2 separate regions of the Mus musculus genome follow, and region 1 is linked to region 2. Evidence: chromatin contacts called from public Hi-C data. All regions are on one chromosome and are shown on one strand. Each heading gives the region's core, a stretch centred on a gene start, on an enhancer-like site or on the middle of the called end of the contact. The rest is flanking DNA. Distances are from core to core; before and after follow the strand shown. Region 1 has its middle 50 kb from the start of Vgll1. Region 2 holds the start of Htatsf1 (HIV TAT specific factor 1).

Region 1 (5,628 bases), core at 1,472-3,971, 84 kb before region 2:
GTGTGCATACATGCATGCCTGTGCATGAATATGTGGAGACCAGAGGTTGACAACAGCCTCTTATTTTTTTTTTTTTTTTGAGATGATGTCTCTCCTTGATCTTGGAGTTCGCTGGTTCAGCCAGACAGGTTGGCCATTGAGCTTCAAGGATATACTTCTCTGAGCTCCCACAGCACTCTGCCCTGTCCCAGCACTGGGGAACACATATCTACACTTCTGTAATGTGGGTGGTGGGGATCTGAACTCAGGTTTGCATGCCTTCACAGCAAACACTTTCCTAATCAAGCCACCCCACACCTCCTAGGTAACACTTCTCAAAACACTTCTACATGCTCCCCTACCATGGGCTGAATTCCTCCTGTCATATAGTTTATTAGATTTACTGCAGTCATCTATTTGCTAGTCAGTTTCCAGTGGTATGTTAATATATGCTCAGCAACTCATCTTCTGAAAGGAAAAACCAAATTCCTAGTCTGAAAGGATCATAGATTTTCATAGCTCCTCCACTGCTAATTTCACTTTCTCCACACGAAGTAATATAACACCCAAGTTGGAATGAGGTAGCCAAGAAGTCCTCCATTATCCCTTGTACAAATTCCATGCTTTTGCTCCGGAAGATACACACAACTTCAAAGGCAAAGATGATGAAATGCACTTTAACTAGGCAGTGCCCCTGTTTTGAGTATCTATGACCTCTGTTTTGAGTATATTATGTTCAGTTATAAGGTTTTATAATCATTCCTCAGAATCCAGGCGGGTGTAGACCTAACTATTCCCCTGGATGTCAAAACATGAAGATGCTCAAATTCTTTATATAAAATGGTATTGTATTTACATGCAACTTATGCAAATCATCCTATATACTTTAGCTCTTCAAATGTTAGTGATGTACACCTCTAGACCCCAGATGACTTGTTAATGCCCAACACAATGTAAATGCTATGTGAATAGCTGTTTATACTGCACTATTTAAGGAATAATGCAAAGCAAAATTCATGTAGATAGATGTAGAAAGGAGATAATTTTTAATGTAGAACCCACAGGTATGGGGCTGGCTATATAACTCCATGGTCTTAACTGTGTGTTTCACAGATGGTCTGTAAGACTTCTACTCGTCTCTGAAGTCAGAAGGAGTTTGCTTCAGCATGCTGCTGTCTGTCTCCCTGACTATGCTGGGAGCTTGAAAACTGAGTCTGGGCCAGCTTGGTTCTCACTGCAGATGAGGCGTTACTAATGTTCACTGGGGGCAGCCAGGCACAGCAATTCTTTTGTCTTTATTCTGAAGAATTGAGAGATAGGAGAGAGAGAGAGAGAGAGAGAGAGAGAGAGAGAGAGAGAGAGAGAGAGAGAGAGAGAGAGAGAGAGAGAGAGGAGTTTAGTATACTGTTTAACTAAAAGAACCCCTTGGCAAATCCAATAGAGGAAGCTATATCACCCTCAGAACATCAGAGCATCAGAGGTCAGAACATCATTATACATGTCCAGCACTTCCTACCAACTTCCTCTGTGTTGAGCTAATATGATCCTCTTCAAATATGAGCTTTCTATTGAGGAGCTATCTTCAACTTTCCTCCTAAAAAAACAGACAAGATATTATAGACATGATAATTTAATCTATATATTTATTTATTGCAGTGTTGAGTACAGAGCCCAGAGCTTTGTGCGTTCCAGGCAAGCATTCTCCGTTGGACTAGACAACCACATGCTGTTTTAAGCATATTTGTTTTAAAAAGCAGGATCTTACTAAGTTCCCTTGGCCTCACTCTTCAGGCTGGGTAGACCTTGAACTTGAATTCTTCTGCCTCTGTCTCTTGAGTACCTGAGGCTACAAGTCTGCTTGTACCAGCAGTCCTGGCCAGATCTGCAATTGATGCCACCTAATGCCATGCAGCAAGACAAGTATTTTCTAAGCTTTGGGAAATGACAATTAGAATAGCCTGAGTACCAGCCAAAGGGGCTTTAAAGCCTATCCCTCACCCCCACCCCTCACCAATGTTTCCTGTAATGAGACTAACTACTCTGAAGCAACAGGCCTGCTCTCAGCAGGAGAGAATGCCAGAAAAGGTATATTTGAAGCCCAATCCCAAGGGTGACTCATAGAACTCTCTAGAAGTGAACTTTCAGTAATCATAGCAATAGCTAACATGCAATGAGTGCTTCCTACCTTTGTGCCCAGCACAATATGACACTCTCCTTAGAGTCTAATGAAGCCTCACAGAAAGCCCCCCACTTCACTGAAATCAGCAGTTTTCTGGGACTATTGCCAATCTAGTAAGACCACACTGTGGTTGGAATCAAAAGTTTTTACTTCATAAAACATTAAAAACCAATTGTTAAGACTCTCTAAGAAATCACAGTTGATGCAAAGTCTCTCCTTAATGACACCTTTTATTCCCACATAGTGTCGTTTAAACTGGCAGAAGCTGTGGCTTTCTTGTGAGTGTGTCTAAGTGACCTTGAAGCCCTCCACTGAGAAACATGGCAGGAAGAGATCCCACAGGCTCAGCTTTCTCCTTCTCTGGCATCTGTTCAGAGAACTGAAATCTGTTGGCTTTTTAGTGCAGTGGGTGACAATGCCCACAGTCCCCTACTACAATCTTCAATAGCTTGACATTTCAAATCATTTGAATAAATCAAAGTGACAGAGGCACCTGAAGTTGCTGAGCTGGGGAGATGCTCATAGAGAGTGAGAAAGACATTTTCATTTTGTTGCTGATGAGCAAGATGAGTAAGTTTGGAAAGGAAGTGGGGCACTTTGTGGCAAGAACCTGTTCAGAGACAGGGTTACAGTAGTGCCTCTGTCTTTGGGAGTAAAAACCTGGTCCAGAACTGTTTCCAAACTATACAAAATGGACACTTTTAAAAACCTAATCTGAGGATCTGGGGATGCAGCTCAGTTGGTAGGGTACTGGCATAGATTGTGTGAAATCCAGAGGTTGGCTTCGATTCCCATACTGTATAAATTTGTGGTGGTACATGCATATAATTGCAGTACTTGGTGAAAGAGGGGAGATGAAATGTTCAAGGTCATCCATGGCTACATAGCAAGTTCAAGGTTAAGCTGGATAACTCGCGACCCTGTCTCAAACCAACTGAGGAGTGAAGAGATGACTCAGCAGTTAAGAGCACTTGCAGCTTTTGCAGAAAACTGGGGCTCTGTGCCCAGCGCCCACATTAAGTGGTTGATAACTATTTGCAACTCTAGTTCCAAGAGATTTGACACCCTCTTCTAGCTTCAGCAGGCCTGTGCATATGTCATGTGCATACACATGCATTCAGGCCCATACACATACGTATAAAATAAAAACATAAATCCATAAAAACAGAACAAAACAATAAGGCAACAAAACCAAGATACCACCTGATGTGTAAAATTCACCTTTTCCCTGAAAATCCAGTAAGTTCTAACCTGCACTGCAAATTCTTACAGTCACTTAAAGAAGTGAATCCAGGGTCTGCAAGATATCTCAAAAGCAAAGGAAAGGCACTTGCCACCAAACCTGACAACTTGAGTTTGGTCCCTGTGGATCCACATGGTAGAAGGAGGAAACCAACTCCAGTAAGTTGTCCTCTGACTTATACATGTGTGCTATGGCCTGTGTCCTCTCATTAAATAAATAAATGTTACAGAGATAACATTCAAGCTGGTGAGATGGCTCAGAAGTTGGGAACATTGACTGCTTGTCCAGAGGACCAGAGTTCAATTCCCTGTACCCACATGGTAGCTCACAACTGTCTGTAACTCCAGTTTCAAGAGATCCAAAACCCTCACATAGACATTTATGCAAGCAAAAGAACAATGTACATAAAATGAGAATAAATAACTTATTTTTTTAAAAAAATAACATTTAAAAAGTTTTGTTTTATTTTTAATTAGGGGGTGGGAGGGGGCTATGTGTACATGAGTGCAGATGCCCTTAGAGGCCAGAAGGCAGCATCTGGAGTTACAGAATCCATATGAGGCACCCAAATGAGGGTTCTCGGGACTGAACTCAGATCATCTACAAGATGAGTGTGTGCTTTTAATTACTGATCCATCTCTCCAGTCCCTAAAACAAAGCCCTCTATTTTTAAAGAGGCCTATCCAGTTTCTTTTCCATGTAACTTGAACCTAGGTCTCCTATACCTATTGACTGAAGTCTTTTCCTAGAAAAGACCACTGTTTAAAACCATACCTCTGGTACTCCTCTATGTGTGTGCAGGAACATCCTGAATCTCTTTATGAATTGAGCATTTGAATATGCTCAAAGCAGAGGGAAGGGGAAGCAAGCAAAGAAACAACACCCAAGAAATTTACATACAAGGCCAAAAAATACAGCCTGAGTCCAATTCAGAAAGGAAGATCATTTTCATGCGAATCAACCCATCATCAAACTATCAAACTATCATCTATAAATCGATGATAGTGGGCATTAAGAAGAACTGATTCAGAGGGGATTTGGGCAGGGGTACTTCATAGTTGAGTCACTGTAATTGTCAAGTTGGTGTTGTAAGATTTACTAACAAACCCCAGCACCTCACTCTGGAGTATGGGTTTCTTTGTCTTTTGGCTTTCAGTTTAGACACAGAAAGAAGTAAAAAATTACAGGCAGAAAGAGTTATCTAAATCAGCAGAGCTGAAAGTAAGAAGGACTTTTTGGCTCCTTTGTAAGTAGAGATTGAATGATGACAACTAACTCTGAAAGCCTAAGAAGAAAATACAGCTACATGGTCAGCTATTGGACACAAGTAATGCCCTTGTGTCCAAGTAAAGTCCCCTTAGTTCTTGAGCTACTAATGCTACCTTAAGATCAAGTCATGGCATTGCCAGTGTCAACTCTATAACCAAATCAGGGCAAATATGTTGCCTCTAATAAGCTCAGTCCTCCCAGCACATTAGAGTCACCCAGATGTCCACCTCCCTTCTCTATCACCATGGGGACACTGGGCTTATACATGTATACTACTATGCCTGGTTTTATGTGGGTTCTGGGGATTTGAATTCAGATCCTATTTTATTGGCAAGTGTTATAGGTGGACCTGATACTGTTCTTGTGAACCAATCTTCTAATGGATAAAGGAGCCAATCACTGGGCGAGTAGGAGGGACTTCCAGGTTGGACGGAGGAAGAGAGAAAGCAGGAGAGAGTTAGGTCTTTTGGAACTGGGATAGCATAAAGGCAAGATGTAGCTACTAGAGTTTCCCAGTATCATGGTGGACCTGTCAGGATTTGCTACGTAAGGAATCAGATTTAATAAAGCTTAAAAGATAACGTTTTAGTTGTTGCACCCAGAGCTTGAGTTACTATTGTTTCCGAACTAAGTCTGTGTGGTATTTTCCGTCAAGTGGTGGTTCGACTGGGTTCAAGAGAGAAACGTACAGTGGCCAAGTGTGAGTTTGCCAGATATGCACCACAAAGGCCATGAGGGATTTGAATCACAGGATTGGTGTGGTAGCAACCCACCAGTGGGAACCTAGCAAGCTGGGTGGAGAGATTGTGGAGTTCCGAGTCAGAGTCTCCGTGAGATAAAATCAGACCAGCCATTGTCCGCCAGTGCATGGCCTACCTGCTGGCTTGATTTTTTAATATTTCCGGCACCTTGCCCACTCACCCATCTATATCCCCAGCCTCACCTTGAAGTTTTCAAA
Region 2 (6,059 bases), core at 1,475-3,974:
GGAACAAACTGCTATAAATTATCTAAGGCAGGCATAAGAACAGCATGTAACATTGCATAACTTTTCTTCATTCCATACTAAGTAAATTCCTAGCTAACAAAAGCAGGTGAACAAAACCCACCAAAACTAAAACTCACTTAGCACAAAGTCTCAACACTAAATGTTTCCAACATGAAAACGGCATTGCAACAGTATAAATACCTGACACGTATACATTTGTATTTCTGTCTTCTTCAACATGGAACCATCCTAAAAAAATCAAAGGGAAATAAATAAAACATTCGAAAGAAACAAGAATTACATTATGAAATCTTGGCAATGGCAGTTTCTTCAAAGTTTTAGAATGTTCTCTTTATTTCAGAAGACGACGACTAATTCAAATCACTACAGAGCGTGCAAAATACATAAACCTTTCGACTGTGAATGACCTTTATCGCTCTGAAAAAGAAAAAGGGCTACCTCTGTTCTTCATGACTTTACGCCTATTTGAAAGTGAAAACTCGTCACATCATCGCTCTTTCAACGCTATTATAATTCTGCAAAATGTAAAACGGATTTACAAATTTTTCCTATCTCACTTCTAAAGGCAGGTTTGGCAAGGACAGGACCACTTGCCAGATTCAGCCTTTCTCTTTTCCCCCTTCCTTTTGGAGTCAGGGGTCTCCGGGACTTCTTTTTGTGGAGGTTCTTCTACAGCCTTAGTGTTGGCGTCCTGGACGTTCGCAGTAGAGCTGGATGCACCATCACTAGAAAAGCCGTAGTTAGCCTGATACGTAGCAATGAAATCTTCGGTGATCTAAATAGAGAAGTCAAAACACATGCAGACAAGGTTAATTTACTTGTGGAAACTGTGGTATAAGGCTGTACATTCAGAAATATAACCTAAAACTTAAAACAAGTGTTTACACCACAAGCAGCTGTACTAATTCAAGTACAACCCAAGACCAGTCTCCTTATATGGACACCATGTAGTGTGATCAAAGTAGGACAAAGGTGCACAGACTGCCAAAACAACACGCATAGTTTTAAGTGATGCTATCACCCGTTCCTACATGTTTATAAATTACTACTTCTCTACAGTGTATATGACTAAAGTGGCCAATACATAAAACAAAAAAAGTATTGAATAAACGAGATGGTAAAACCCAAAGTCAACTAGTAATTTCATCACCGAATCCACTTTTGGGTACCCAGATACCAAATAATTGTTTGTCAGACTACTAAAAGCGCTCTTTAAAGAAATCACATGTACAGTCAAGTGGGCATTGCCAGTCCAGAAGTTCAATTGTAAATTTTTACAGTTTGGGATGCTTAAAATATGCACAAATAAATAGCTGAAATTTTTCAACCAACAATCAATCCCCCTGCACAATGGAAAAAGTTTTGTGTGATTGCCTCTCCGGTCGCTTGTCGCGCTGTTAGTTCCCTTTGATGCCAAAGTTCCTATGAGGCTAAGACTAACAGAGTACAGTTACCATACAGTTTACAAGACCAGGTTCAACACCACTTGTGCTATTTCCATGTTGAAATTAAACACTTAGCAATTCCCAAGTACAAATGTATAGATCTCTTTCATTCATTTCCTGTGCATTCCTAGTCATATTCCTGTGGTTATAGGGTCCGAACTCAGATGCCCTGGAACAAAATTTAATAGATAAAACAAGAATCAAGAAAAGTTTCTTCAGTAGAGGTGAATGACACCTCTTCCACCCTGTAAATCAACAAGCTGCATTCTACACAAACATGTACAGGAAGCGTAAATTAAGTTTGGCTATACAGGATAAAAGTCTTACTAATGTGATTTCCTTGGTGTTCTTCCTCTGTGCAGTAAAAATATCAAGATAAAAACGAATTGTGACCTTCACATACATACACAAATTAATAAGGCACAAAAAAATCACTTAAGGCACCACCCTAAGATTTACTTTCCTTTATACATCGGGAATGCAATAGACTGAACCAATAGACTAGCCACCAACCACCGGTTCAGAGACCTAGTACTTCAGTGGAGCAAACAGAAGAGGAATGTCCCGCAAGGGCTGCCAGTGAACCCTATGGCCCCGCTCCGCAGTGGGACTCCGATACTCTTTCTTACCTTAGGGAACCAAGCCTTCTTATCAAGGTCCCACTCGTAAGGAGTGTCATCTGGTGGTTGTCCCAAAGAATGGGCTTCTCCAGAGGGCTCATTCTGGGTGTCACCTTCCTTGGGGTCTCCTCCATACAATTCTTGCATTCGCAATTGCTCATCAAACTCATCGTTCCCGCTCAAGTTGTTGCCACTCATGGTTCTCACGTAGTCCCGGACACCGCGGTCAGAGAAGTGAAGAGGCCGAGAGGGCGCTGGACAAGAGCAGAGAAAGAGAGGTCTGCAGAGCTTGGACTGTGCACTGCAACTCCCGGGCCGCCTCCCGCAGCGCCCCAGCAGACCCTGGGAAGTCTGCGAGGCACCGCCCAGACTCCGCCCTCCCGCCCGCCCCCCTCGTGCACGCCTGCGCCAACAAATGGTCAGCGCTGTCGCTGCCACCCACCTGGCGGGCTCCGCAGGGCCTCGCCGCCGCCGCTGCTGGGGCCAGGGCGAGGCGGAAGCGCGCAGGCGCGCTGTCACCGCTGCGGCCGGTTCCGGAGGCGCCACAGCTTCCTCCCCGCCACGTCAGGCAACGAGTTGAGAGCGAAGTCCCCCTCAGGCTGATGCAGTCGCCATTGTCCGCGCGGGTGGCAACGTAGCGGGTCGCGCCGACCCGCCCACGGGACGTCAAAGGTCCGCGACGCTTGCGCGGCCAGGGGGCGGGGCCTCGGAGCCCGGCTGCCGCCGCGTGTCTGTACTTATTGGGAACTGGCCTTTAGGGACGCAGCCTGCCGAAATGCATGGCACCTCGTTAACCTCGGGCTCCTCTGCGCTCCGGACGAGTTTGGCCGAAGCGATAGCCTGAAAAAGGACTCTTCCAGTAGAGCTGGCGCGGAATGGGCTTTGCGGCAGGCGCCATCTTGGGGAGGTGGGTGGGACCGTGGGACAAGTTTCTCCCGCTTCGCGAAACCTTGGCGCCTCCTTCGCGCAAATCCCCGCCCCTGCACTGGAGCCGAGGATTGTCTTATTTTTCGAATGCTTGTCCTTAGTGTACACGCGGGTTTTGTTCATCTTAGTAACCCAAACACATAACATGCTGTTTGGAGGTCTAGTGAAGCATGAGTTAACAAGCAGTGGGCAGAAGGCCCCATCACTTCCTAATCTCACCCCCCTTTTAGGCATCTGGTACCACCCTCTGGCTGCTGTAGGTGAGAGGAGCTTTTGCCTGCAGCTTACTGCAACGTGTCCGAGGTGTTCCAGACTGGAATTTGAAGCTTGAGTGTAAACATAACCCTATGGCCTCATTTCCTTGTGTCTTAGTAAGACAGCCAACAGTCTTCCAAGAAAAGCTGAGCTTTTTCCTTAGATGTTTCATGCACCTAGAAAAGGGAAGGGGTCCATATTTTTAGGACAGACAAGTATTTACTGAACTCCTATTAAGTGCCAGGCTTTGAGGGAGATTCTGAGGCAGCAGCTAAGACATGCACAAATCAAGGGCGGTTCAGTTATAGTTGGCGAACAATATGACAGGAGCACCAGATGCGGGAGAGCAGCAATTATTTTGTTTTAAGCATTTTTTAAATATTTTTATTAGGTATTTTCCTCATTTACATTTCCAATGCTATCCCAAAAGTCCCCCATACCCCTCCCCACTCCCCTACCCACCCACTCCCACTTTTTGGCCCTGGCATTCCCCTGTACTGGGGCATATAAAGTTTGTAAGTCCAAATGGCCTCTCTTTCCAGTGATGACTGACTAGGCCATCTTTTGATACATATGCAGCTAGAGACAAGAGCTCCAGGGTACTGGTTAGTTCATATTGTTGTTCCACCTATAGGGTTGCAGATCCCTTTAGCTCCTTGGGTATTTTCTCTAGCTCCTCCATTGGGGGCCCTGTGATCCATCCAATAGCTGACTGTGAGCATCCACTTATGTGTTTGCTAGGCCCTGGCAAAGTCTCACAAGAGACAGCTATATCAGGGTCCTTTCAGCAAAATCTTGCTAGTGTATGCAATGGTGTCAGCGTTTGGAAGCTGATTATGGGATGGATCCCCGGATATGGCAGTCTCTAGATGGTCCGTCCTTTCATCACAGCTCCAAACTTTGTCTCTGTAACTCCTTCCATGGGTGTTTTGTTCCCAATTCTAAGAAGGGGCAAAGTGTCCACACTTTGGTCTTTGTTCTTCTTGAATTTCATGCGTTTAGCAAATTGTATCTTATATCTTGGGTATCCTAAGTTTCTGGGCTAATATCCACTTATCAGTGAGTACATATTGTGTGAGTTCCTTTGTGATTGGGTTACCTCACTCAGGATGATGCCCTCCAGGTCCATCCATTTGCCTAGGGATTTCATAAATTCATTCTTTTTAATAGCTGAGTAGTACTCCATTGTGTAAATGTACCACATTTTCTGTATCCATTCCTCTGTTGAGGGGCATCTGGGTTCTTTCCAGCTTCTGGCTATTATAAATAAGGCTGCTATGAACATAGTGCATCTTTTTACACTCAAAAAGTAGACAATTCTAAACAGCTTTTTTTTTGATGGATTACATTCATCAACAAGGCTCATTGCAATAATGTTAACTATTCAAGTAAAATTTTTAATCATTAAAAGTAAAAAGTGGGAGTGGGTGGGTAGGGGAGTGGGGGGGAGGGTATGGGGGACTTTTGGGATATCATTGGAAATGTAAATGAGGAAAATACCTGATAATAAAAAAGACACTAAAAAAAAAAGAAAAAAAGTAGCAATAAATACTATATGTGTAAACATCAGTACTATGACCCAGACTTGACCATAGGGAAAAGCTTGTCAGAAATTACTCCGATTCCAGTCACCTTTGTTTGTAAATACAGTGGTTCCAGGTGGGTTCTAGAATATTTTGGCTCCTCACAGACCTCTGAATCTGATTTCAACCTTAGTGATATTATTAAAGCAGTAGTTGTTTCCAAATATACTTATTTTTACGAGGTTCTTGTTTTTAGTAGAAGAATTGGAGAACTGAACTTGTATATATGCTGTGGATTTTGTTAGATGCATTTAAACACTGCTAAGTAGTTCTTGCTTTGATCTAAAAACTGTATATAGATCTTTTCACTAATTTGTTATTAGGCTTCCATTTCATTCTGGAGTATGTTTACAATAGAAGAGATAGTGCGCTGCATGATTGTTATTGCACATAGCACACACTCTTAATGTTGGAGATACCCTAACCTCCCCACCACACACACACACACAAGGAAATGGGGAAAAATATTTTTTTTTGGTTTGTTTTTTTGAGACAGGGTTTCTCTGTGTAGCCCTGGCTGTCCTGGAACTCACTCTGTAGACCAGGCTGGCCTCGAACTCAGAAATCCACCTGCCTCTGCCTCCTGAATGCTGGGATTAAAGGCGTGTGCCACCATGCCCAGCTGGGAAAAAATCTTCTGTCAAGGTTGCAAGTCACCCAGTTGCTTTTGTCCAAAAGCTTCCTGGAAGCCTATAGAGAATCTGGCTCAAGGTAGCATTGCAGTTTGCACTAGATACTTGCCTGAGCCAGTATACATTTGTTCCATAAAGTTTGAGTACAAACAGATATAGACTCGGTGTCAGAGTAGAATGAAAACGGGTGCCTATAGAAGATAAAAGGCCTGAGAAGGGCCTTCTCTGCAGAAGTTCCTCTGCCTTACTTATAAACACTTTATGGAAGGTCACACACACACACACACACACACACACACACACATCCTCATGATGTTTGGGAGTTTTCTTGTCCTTATATCTTGTAATCTATAAACCTAGTTGGGAAGGCGTTTCTTCTGACAAAAAAAAAAAAATTGATGTATCTTTAACCTAAGATAATATGAACTTCAGAAATGCTTTAAAGCAACATTTGCTTACAGAAGGTATACAATGTTAAATTGGGGACACTTTTCAGTGAGGAAGATAATACCCTCTGGACACGCTTTGGTCATATATGACTTTGTCACTGTTTTTATACCTCCTAGAGTATTGCTG

The links. Hi-C and Micro-C count contacts between places; a contact is called where the count stands out from the background.
Region 1: a contact with region 2 is called in a Hi-C map of Th1 cells, with 2.7 times the contacts expected there. The contact joins the enhancer-like site here to the promoter of Htatsf1 in region 2. A contact is called at or near these places in 3 of 39 promoter capture datasets (the 3T3-L1 cell line, 3T3-L1-derived adipocytes and trophoblast stem cells), 2 of 484 Hi-C or Micro-C datasets (Th1 cells and cortical neurons) and 2 of 9 other capture datasets (adipose tissue and liver).

What each region holds. Positions count from the first base shown.
Region 1 is chrX:57,134,929-57,140,556 of GRCm38.p6, reverse strand. No RefSeq gene overlaps it. Among named protein-coding and RNA genes, the nearest start is that of Vgll1, 50 kb to the right of the region's middle. Within about 2 kb of position 2,721, at least 5 of the 459 cell types and tissues checked have an H3K27ac peak or open chromatin away from gene starts, as enhancers often do. A contact at or near this core is called in Th1 cells, where this site is marked.
Region 2 is chrX:57,050,235-57,056,293 of GRCm38.p6, reverse strand. Htatsf1 (HIV TAT specific factor 1) reads right to left here and starts at 2,724. Exons shown (of 10, transcript NM_028242.2): 1 at 2,529-2,724; 2 at 2,096-2,340; 3 at 616-796; 4 at 202-249. The coding sequence starts at 2,284.